Linked DNA regions of Sus scrofa: region 1 is linked to region 2. The links are chromatin contacts, called in public promoter capture Hi-C maps. All regions are on one chromosome and are shown on one strand. The core of a region is the stretch at or near the end of the contact, and the rest is flanking DNA. Distances in the headings are between cores, read along the strand shown.

Region 1 (4,552 bases), core at 631-3,130, 310 kb after region 2:
CTGAGCCACCAGGGAACTCCTATTTTTCAATCTGCTTTTTTTTTAAATTTTTTTTGTCTTCTTACCACTTCTTGGGCCGCTCCCATGGCATATGGAGGTTCTCAGGCCAGGGGTCAAATTAGAGTTGTAGCCACCAGCCTACGCCACAGCCACAGCAACGCAGGATCCAAGCTGCGTCTGCGACCTACACCACAGCTCTTGGCAAACGCCAGATCCTTAACCCACTGAGCAAGGCCAGGGATCGAACCTGCAACCTCATGGTTCCTAGTCAGATTCGTTAACCACTGAGCCATGACAGGAACTCCCTCCATCTGCTTTTAACAACTGAACTCTTTCAAGAAAGAGTCATTTTTGCCTCTGTTTCCTCATCTTCCCTTGGCAACCAAAACCATTTTTCCACCAAGTCTGCTGTCTCCAGTGGCTCCCCTGCCCTCATTCCCCCTCCCCCTAAGTTTTTGCTCCTCATTCTGCACTGCTCTGGGCCTGTGACTCTGTGGGTCTCTCCTCCTCAGGACAAACCCTGGTTCTTTGTCCTTCCATGGCAGCAACACAAGGCTCAGTCCTCCATTGCTCATCCCTCTGCACCCTTTCCTCAGGAGTCTAACTTATCCTCGGGCTTTCCTCACTCTGAATGGCTCCCAGATCACTCTTTCCAGCCCTGACCTCTACTCTAAGCCTCAGACCTGTCTTGTGGACATTTTCACCTGCATGTTTATACCCACGTGTCCCAAAGCTACCCTTCTGCCCTTCCACCCAGAAGTGCCTCCTCCTCTCCGTTTTTAACATTGTTACTCTGCTCATTAGTTCTGGCAAGTGGAGCTGGGAATCAAGTGTTATTTTTTCCTTCAAACTGGTTATTTCTCAACTTTGTCTGCAACCCAGTATAATGCACTGCAAGGGCCTTAGGCTGGGAGGTAGTCCAGGGTCCTCATCGCAGCTCCACTCTGGTTTTCTGGATGGCTTTGGACAAGTCAATGGAACTTTTTGGACTTGCTGCCTCTCACATAATAGGACTGGCAACCACTTATTGAAAGCTTACTACAGGCCAGGTACTGTGATCAGTATCTCATCATCACTTGACCAAACTTGGAAGGTAGGGTCTATATAATTTTCCAATTTAAGAGAAAAAGGAAAATAATGTTCAGGGAGTTCCTGTCGCCGCTCAGCATAAACAAATCCGACTAGTATCCACGAGGATGCAGGTTCGATGCCTGTCCTTGCTCAGTGGGTTAAGGATCCAGCATTGCCTTAAGCTGTGGTGTAGGTCGCAGATGCAGCTTGGATGGTATTGTTGTGGCTGTGGTGTAGGCTGGCAGCTATAGCTCTGATTCATCCCTAGCCTGGGAACCTCCATATGCCGCGGGTGCGGCCCTAAAAAGACAACAATAATAATAATAATAATGCTCAGAAAGACTAGGTATTCATGATAAAGAGTTGGTTAGTGGCAGGAGCTGGACTCCAACCAGCTCTGTTAATTCCAACCCCTGAATCCGTTTTTTTCCATTACACCGTAGGGCGGACTCTCTCCACGCCCAAGGCAGCCGTCAGCCTCCTTACAGGAATGTTTGCTCAAGGGTGCATGCAGGGACCCCATCGCTGTCAGGGATTGCGCCTCCTGCCCATGAGTCACACGCCGAACTCAATAGAACAGCGCTAGGCTTTCTCTTCCTGTGGCACGTCTCTCCCAGCGGGTGGCTCCGCCCCCTGACTTGATTGGCTGTCGGGAACGAGGCAGAGCTCGTTGATTGGCTGCGTGGCGGCCGCTGGCTGACGTGGCGGGGCCTCCGAGTGGGCCCAGCTAGGCTGCAGACTGAACAGAAGGGAGGTGGCGGCGGCGGTAACTAGGCGGGTGGTGCCGCACGAGAGCACAAGCCGCTGCCATGCCGCTGGAGCTGGAGCTGTGTCCCGGACGCTGGGTGGGCGGGCAGCACCCATGCTTCATCATTGCGGAGATAGGCCAGAACCACCAGGGCGACCTGGATGTGGCCAAGCGCATGATCCGTATGGCCAAGGTGAGGGGAGCGTCTAGAGGACCAGGGCGCAGGGTGCCGAGAGAGGGCGGGGCCTGGGGAAGAGTGGCCTGGGCATGGGTGGGCGGGGCTGCGGACCCCGGGACCGTCCTCCTTCTTTCTGCCACTTGGTGCCCTGCACCCGGCCTGGCGACTTCCAAATGTTTCGAATCTTCATCTTTCTGCTACCCTCCTGATTTGTTTGCATTGCTGCAATTGACCCCTAACCTGGCCTCTCTCGCCCTCTTCTGGTGGCAGAATAATCTTCCCGAAAAACAGATTTAATCAGGTCGTACCCTCACCTGACACCCTCAGAAGCTACCCACTATTCATGGGTAGAGTTGAAACCCTTTAACATAGCCTTCAAGACCTTAATGTCTTGGACCCTTCTTTCCTATCATTTTTCACCTCGGACGTCTTTCAGCGACAGTGAATTACTTTTAGAAAGTTCCTGGAAGTTGCTGCAAGTGTTGCTCACCTGCCATCCCTTATACTTACCTCGTAGAATTGGGAGGCTCAAGTGAGATAACTCATGAAAATCTCTTAGCACAGTACTTGGCAAATAGGACTCAATGAATGCTAGCTATTAGTGATAAGATGTTAATAAACATTCATGCTCCCCCTTCTCTTGGATCCTTTCTGTCCAACCCCCCTCCCCCCATAAAGCTGGTCTCCTGTGATTGTTCCCGTTGATTTGCCTGTTCTTGTCTATTCAAACTTTTCTCTCTGTTGGACCGTGAGCCCTCTGAGGGACGGGGCGGGGGAGGGGGGTGTTGTCATGTTGTTTGTTGTGACCCCAGCCCCAGTATGAGGTCTGTGCTGTGATTCCTTGATTTAGAGGTGGCTCACTCCATCTTTCTTTTTTTTTTTTTTTTTTTTTTTTTTTTTGGTCTTTTTGCTATTTCTTTGGGCCGCTTCTGCGGCATGTGGAGGTTCCCAGGCTAGGGGTTGAATCGGAGCTGTAGCCACCGGCCTATGCCAGAGCCACAGCAACTCGGGATCCGAGCCGCGTCTGCAACCTACACCACAGCTCACGGCAACGCCGGATCGTTAACCCACTGAGCAAGGGCAGGGACGGAACCCGCAACCTCATGGTTCCTAGTCGGATTCGTTAACCACTGCGCCACGACGGGAACTCCTCTTTTTTCTTTTTAAGGGCCACAGCTGCAGCATGTGGAATTTCCCAGGCTAGGGGTCAAATCGGAGCTGTAGCTGCCGGCCTACACCACAGCCACAGCAACGAGGGATCTGAGATATCTGCGACCTATACCACACCTCAAGGTAATGCTGGATCCTTAACCCACTGCGTGAGGCCAGGGACCAAACCTTCGTCCTCATGGATACTAGTTTGGTTTGATACTACAATGGGAACTCCCATCATTTTTTCCTTTCACCTCCCTTCATTCAGTGCCATTCAACCAGTCATTTTTGATTAGGTTTTCTCTTACTCTTTCAGCTTTAACTCTACTTCTGTGCAAGCCTACTGAATCACAAAGATACTTTTATTTTTAAATTTCATAGTGATTCAGTACTTTCATAGATTATACTCCATTTAAAGTTATACAAAATAATGGCTATATTTCTCTGTGTTGTGCAATGTGTCCTTGTTACTTTTTTTTATTGTTTTCCTTTTAGAGCCACACCTGTGGCATATGGAAGTTCCCAGGCTAGGGGTCGAGTTGGAGCTGCACCTGCTGGCCTATGCCATAGCCATGGCAACATTGGATTCAAGTTGACTCTCTTGCAGCAACACTGGATCCTTAACCCACTGAGTGAGGCCAGGAATTGAACCCAAATCCTTATGGACACTACATCAGGTTCTTAACGTGCTGAGCCACAACAGACACTCCTCTTGTTGCTTACTTATTTTATACATAGTATTTTTTTTTCTTTCTTTTTAGGACCACACTGTGACATATGGGGATTCCCAGGCTAGGGGTCAAATCGTCAAATCGGAGCTACAGCTGTCAGCCTACACCACAGCCACAGCAATGCCAGATTCAAGCCGTATCTGCAACCTACACCACAGCTCATGGCAATGCCAGATCCTTAACCCACTGAGCGAGGCCAGGGATCAAACCTGAGTTGCATGGATGCTAGTCAGATTCGTTTCCATTGAGCCGCAATGGGTACTCTTCTTGTTTATTTTATCTTTTGTCTTTTTTTTTTTTTTTTGTCTTTTTTTTTTGTTGTTGTTGTTGTTGTTGTTGCTATTTCTTGGGCCGCTCCTGTGGCATATGGAGGTTCCCAGGCTAGGGGTTGAATTGGAGCTGTAGCCACCGGCCTACGCCAGAGCCACAGCAACTCGGGATCCGAGCCGAGTCTGCAACCTACACCACAGCTCATGGCAACGCCGGATCGTTAACCCACTGAGCAAGGGCAGGGACCGAACCCGCAACCTCATGGTTCCTAGTCGGATTCGTTAACCACTGCGCCACGACGGGAACTCCTTCTTGTTTATTTTATACCTAGTAGTTTGTATCTCCTAGTCCTCTACCCCTGTCTTTCCCCTCCTTCCTCTCTCTCCCCATTGGTAACCCACT
Region 2 (4,910 bases), core at 1,958-4,457:
CTGGCCGGGCGTACTGGGTTAAGGATCCAGCATTGCCACAAGCTGCAGTGTAGGTTGCAGATGCAGCTCAGATCCAGTCTTGCTGTGGCTGTGGTGCAGGTGCAGGATTCCATCCCTGGCCCAGGAATTATCATATGCCACAAGTATAGCCATAAAAAGAAAAAAAAAAAAAAAAAAAAAGCACCTCTGTTCATCAAAAAACACCATTATGAGAGTGAAAAGACAAAATGGAAACTGTGAGAGGCTATTTGCAATATGTATATCTGACAAAAGGACTCATATCCAGAATACATAATGAAATCCAATATATTAGTAAAAGACAAATAACCCAACTAAAAAAAAAAAAAGGAGGAGCTCCTGTCATGGTGCAGTGGTTAATAAATCCGACTAGGAACCATGAGGTTGTGGGTTCGATCCCTGGCCTTGTTCAGTGGGTTAAGGATCCGGCGTTGCCTTGAGCTGTGGTGTAGGTTGCAGACGCGGCTCGGATCCCACTTGCTGTGGCTCTGGTGTAGGCCAGTGGCTACAGCTCCGATTTGACCCCTAGCCTGGGAATCTCCATATGTCATGGGTGCAGCCCTAATAAGACAAAAAAAAAAAAAAAAAAAAAAAAGGCGAAAGACCTAAATAGAAACTTGACAACTGAGGATATGCAAATAGGCGTTCCCATTGTGGCTGGGTGGTTAACAAACCCACTAGCATCCATGAGGACAAGGGTTCGATCCCTGCCCTTGCTCTGTGGGTTAAGGATCTGCCATTGCCATGAGCTGTGGTGTAGGCTGCAGATGTGGCTTGGATCTGGCATTGCTGTGGCTGTGGTGTAGGCTGGCAGCTGCAGCTCCAATTCGAACCCTAGCCTGGGAACCTCCATATGTCATGGGTGCAGCCCTAATAAGACAAAAAAAAAAAAAAAAGAGAGAGAAAAGATATGCAAATAGCCAATGACCACAAGAAAGTTCTCATTATCATTGGCAATTAGGAAAGTACAAACTAAAACTATAATGAAATACCACCACTCCCACCAGCATACCCAAAAAGAAATACATAAAAAACTGATTCACTTTGCCGTACACCTGAAGCTAATAAAATATTTTAAGTCAACTACACGCCAATAAAATTTTTTAAAATATAAAAATAAGGGGATTAGAGTATAAGTACTGTTTCTGTTAACAGTACTTCTCATACTACCTTTTTATATATCCCTCCACTAGACTGAACCATTTTTCTCTAATTCTGAAAAATAATTAAGCATTCCGTGAATTTTGCTGAATGGATAGAAATGGATGAATGTACCAAAATATGATTCTGATTTCATGAAGTGTAGCAAATGATCAGAATGACTATGAGTGCAATGAGAATTAAGGGAAACTGGAATAATCAAGATGATAATTTGATCAGGATCCTGAACAATGCTAAAATATGCCAAAAACAAAGCCCAGTTTCTCTCTACTCTTATGCCTTGCTATGCCCCCCAGGCCCTTAACACTACTCTTAGCAACATATTCTAAGCAACTTCTCATCTTTTTTCATGGCTTATGTCATACCACACACAGAAAGTGGAAATTATACAGTACATTGAAATAAAAGTACTACAAAGATAAAAATCTCGGCTCTTGAAGCACTGCAGGTTGCATACACTGTTACAGCACAATTTGGTTCTTTGGTAAATGCCCAGGAAATCTTAAAAAATATTCATACTACCTTGCTTTCCATTATCAGAAGTTTAATACCAGTTTATGCTCTATTTTGTACCCCTGTTCCACAGCCATTTAGTACAAGTCTTGAAACCTTTATGGAATCATAAATATGAATTTATCAATGCAAATGAACAATTTTTTGCATTGAGACCAGAACCATTAAAAGTGGCTAGGGTTTTCAGATTCAGTGTCAGTATGAATCTCAAGACACCCAGCTAGCTCTTTTCACTCTTCCTTACTCCTGGCTGATGAAAGGGTTAAGTAGATGATACAGTTTTGTGTTCAACTGCTCACACACTACACAGTTGGTTGAGGAACACAGGTGCTTCGTGTCATGGAGGCAGTCCTAAAGAATCACATGTCAATCAAACTATATTTTAGGTACCATGGAGAAGACTACCACTTGATCCCAGTGGAGAGTTATATGATAAACACATACATGATAAGCAAATAGACAAATGCACAGCCAAGGGCTGTCCTAATAAAGGGAAGATGAAATCCAGACAAGAATAACACAAGAATAACAGCCTTTCTTCCTAAGGGTGAGAGAAATGCTTAGTATAGCAAAGGAAGCTGGTGAACAAGACCTTGAACCGAGGGTCAGATGACCTGAGTTCTAGTCCAGATTAGCCTTTGCACTTGCTGAGACGAACCTGAGCAAACCTCTGTCGCTTTCTGGCGCTCAATTATCTCCTCAGTAAAACATGGATACCAAACCCTGCCCTAATTATTTTCAGGTTAGCTGTGAGAGCCAAATTAGCTACTTGGAAACTTTGACACACAACAGTTGTCACTCGGTTAGCCCCACGGAGTCAGTAGCTAATGTCTGTTTGCTCCTCTCTGCGCCCAGCACGTAGCAAGCACTGTGTGCCAATTAGGGAATATGCACTCAATCACCCTGCGTTAAATGGATGAATAAGGAAGCAGGTGCAGGATTACTAAAATGTGTTACGAGGTCTAAAAGCTTTATACAAAGACCATCCCGGGACTGGTGGAAGCTGCAGGCAGAGAACAGAAAAGGAGAACGGAGACATTGCCTGGCTCCTCCCGACAGCGAGGGCGGCGGCATCCCCAAGCCAAGGACGGCCGCTGGACCGCCCAGGTGCCGTGAGGCAAGGCCAGGGCTGGGAGTCAGAAGTCGCCCTGTGGTCTTGGACACCCCGCTGTGACAAGGCCAGCTGAGCTGAATCCCTCCGAGGACTGCGGGGGAGGGTCTGGTCGCCACACCAAGGACGGGGCCCCAGGTCCGCCAGGAGAGAGATGGGGCAGACGCCGCTAGGGTCCAAACCTCCGGTAGCCGCAGCCGTCGTCGCTGGGTAAGGCCGGGCCGCCAGCCGGGCCTGGCGCAACATCAGCGCCCGCTGCCGCTTACGCTCGATGTTCGCCCGCACTGAGGCAGGCAGCTCCGCCGGCTGTTCTGAAGCCGCCGGCTGAGATGAAGACCCTTCAGCAGCCGCCATGTCCAACCTCCCCAGAAGACTGTGGCAATAGCCCCCACGCAGGCGCATTGAAACGCCAAAGCTGGTCGAGGCCCCGCCTCCGCGCTGGCGGTAGGGAGCGCGCCTGCGCATTTTGAGAAGGACTTGCAGAAAGGAGCGGTAGTTGGAATCTGCGCAAGCGTCAGAGCGGAGTTTACTTGTTGGCTTTGTAACTCTGAAGTCGCCGGCTGGTTCCAAGATCAGTGTTCAGGACCCAGTCATCTTTAAAATAATAGCTTCGCTTGGTGGTTCAGCACATGGGCATTGGAGTCAGACTTGGATGAAATCTTAGTTCTGACACTTGCCATCTGCGTGGCCTTCAGTAAGTCACTTACCCTGAGTTCAGTTTCAACAGTAGTAAAATGAGGATAATTACAGAACCACTTAATAGAGTTGTTGAGAAAATTAGATGTAGTCTTTCCGCACAATGCCTGGCACATAGAAAGCTTCCCAAAATGATGGCAGTTAGTAGTAACAGTAGTTTCAATCAAAAGAAATCAGCGGATGATTGGTATGACTACTTTGAAATTCTGGCCTAGACAGAGTCATAGATTTGAAATGAGAACACCTGGGTTTAAACTCTGGGTGACAAAAGGCAAAGGCAGCACCAATTACCAAAGCTGGTATGCGTAAGTTTGGCTAACTTTTCCATGGAATATTTCTAGAGTGTGGATGAACTTACTTTGGATTTGAGCTAAACCCTGACTTCCCAAAAGTGTGGCAAATGAAGCAAAATAAATATGGCATGCTTTCCTAAAAATGTATTTTTTTATGACAATAAAACTTAATTGAAGCCAGAAAACATTAAGTTCTAATTACCACTTATACCATTGGGACTAGTTCTTAGAACAAACTGGCCCACTGGATAATACCTAACATTCACAGTTTGAGAAGCACAACCTAGTGGTTTTAGTCAATCAGTTATATGTATATCTAAGCTGGAGGACCTTCTATAGAGTAAATAAGTGCTGCGATCTCCTAGTTGAACTGGAGACAGATTTCAAACCATCCCTACTCCTTTTCCCCTCAAATTCCTCTCGCTCCCTATCCATTGATCTTGTCCCATGATAAAATCTCAAGTTTCATATGATAACGAAAGCACAAACAGGATAAAATTAGATAAATTAACTTAATAAAAATTAGTGACTTTTGGAGTTCCCGTCGTGGCTCAGTGGTTAACGAATCCAACTAGGAACCATGAGGTTGCGGGTTCGGTCCCTGGCCTCCCTTAGTGGGTTAAGGATCTGGCATTTGCTGTGAGCTGTGGGTGTAGGTCGCAGACACGGTTCGGATCCCGAGTTGCTGTGGCTCTTGCGTAGGCTGGCGGCTACAGCTCTGATTAGACCCCTAGCCTGGGAACCTCCATATTCAGCCCTAGAAAAAGGCAAAAAGACAAATAAATAAATAAATAAGTAAATAAGTAGTAAGTTTTGCACATCAAAGGATACTATCAAAAAAGTGAAAAGACAATTCACAGAATGGGAGAAAATGTGTGCAAATCATATACAGGTTTCCATGCCCCCATACAAAAGTAGAGCATTCCTTGTAAATTGGTACAACGACTATGGAAAAGAGTATGGAGGATCCTCAGAAAACTAAATATAGAACTACCATATGATCCAGCATATACCTGGGCATATACCCAAACAAAATTTTCATTCAGAAAGATACATGCACCCCTATGTTCACTGCAGCACTATTCACAATAGCCAAGACATGGAAACAACCTAAATGT

The links. Promoter capture Hi-C pulls out the DNA fragments that hold promoters and counts their contacts.
Region 1: a contact with region 2 is called in a promoter capture Hi-C map of fetal liver, with 2.1 times the contacts expected there. The contact joins the promoter of NANS here to the promoter of XPA in region 2. A contact is called at or near these places in 2 of 5 promoter capture datasets (fetal liver and liver), 6 of 47 Hi-C or Micro-C datasets (embryonic fibroblasts, fetal liver, heart right ventricle and 2 more) and 1 of 2 datasets of contacts at active chromatin or transcription factors (alveolar macrophages).

What each region holds. Positions count from the first base shown.
Region 1 is chr1:239,880,104-239,884,655 of Sscrofa11.1, forward strand. NANS (N-acetylneuraminate synthase) reads left to right here and starts at 1,881. Exons shown (of 6, transcript NM_001185139.1): 1 at 1,881-2,012. The coding sequence starts at 1,881.
Region 2 is chr1:239,565,382-239,570,291 of Sscrofa11.1, forward strand. It overlaps XPA (DNA repair protein complementing XP-A cells), which reads right to left and starts at 3,208. Exons shown (of 7, transcript XR_301366.3): 1 at 2,986-3,208.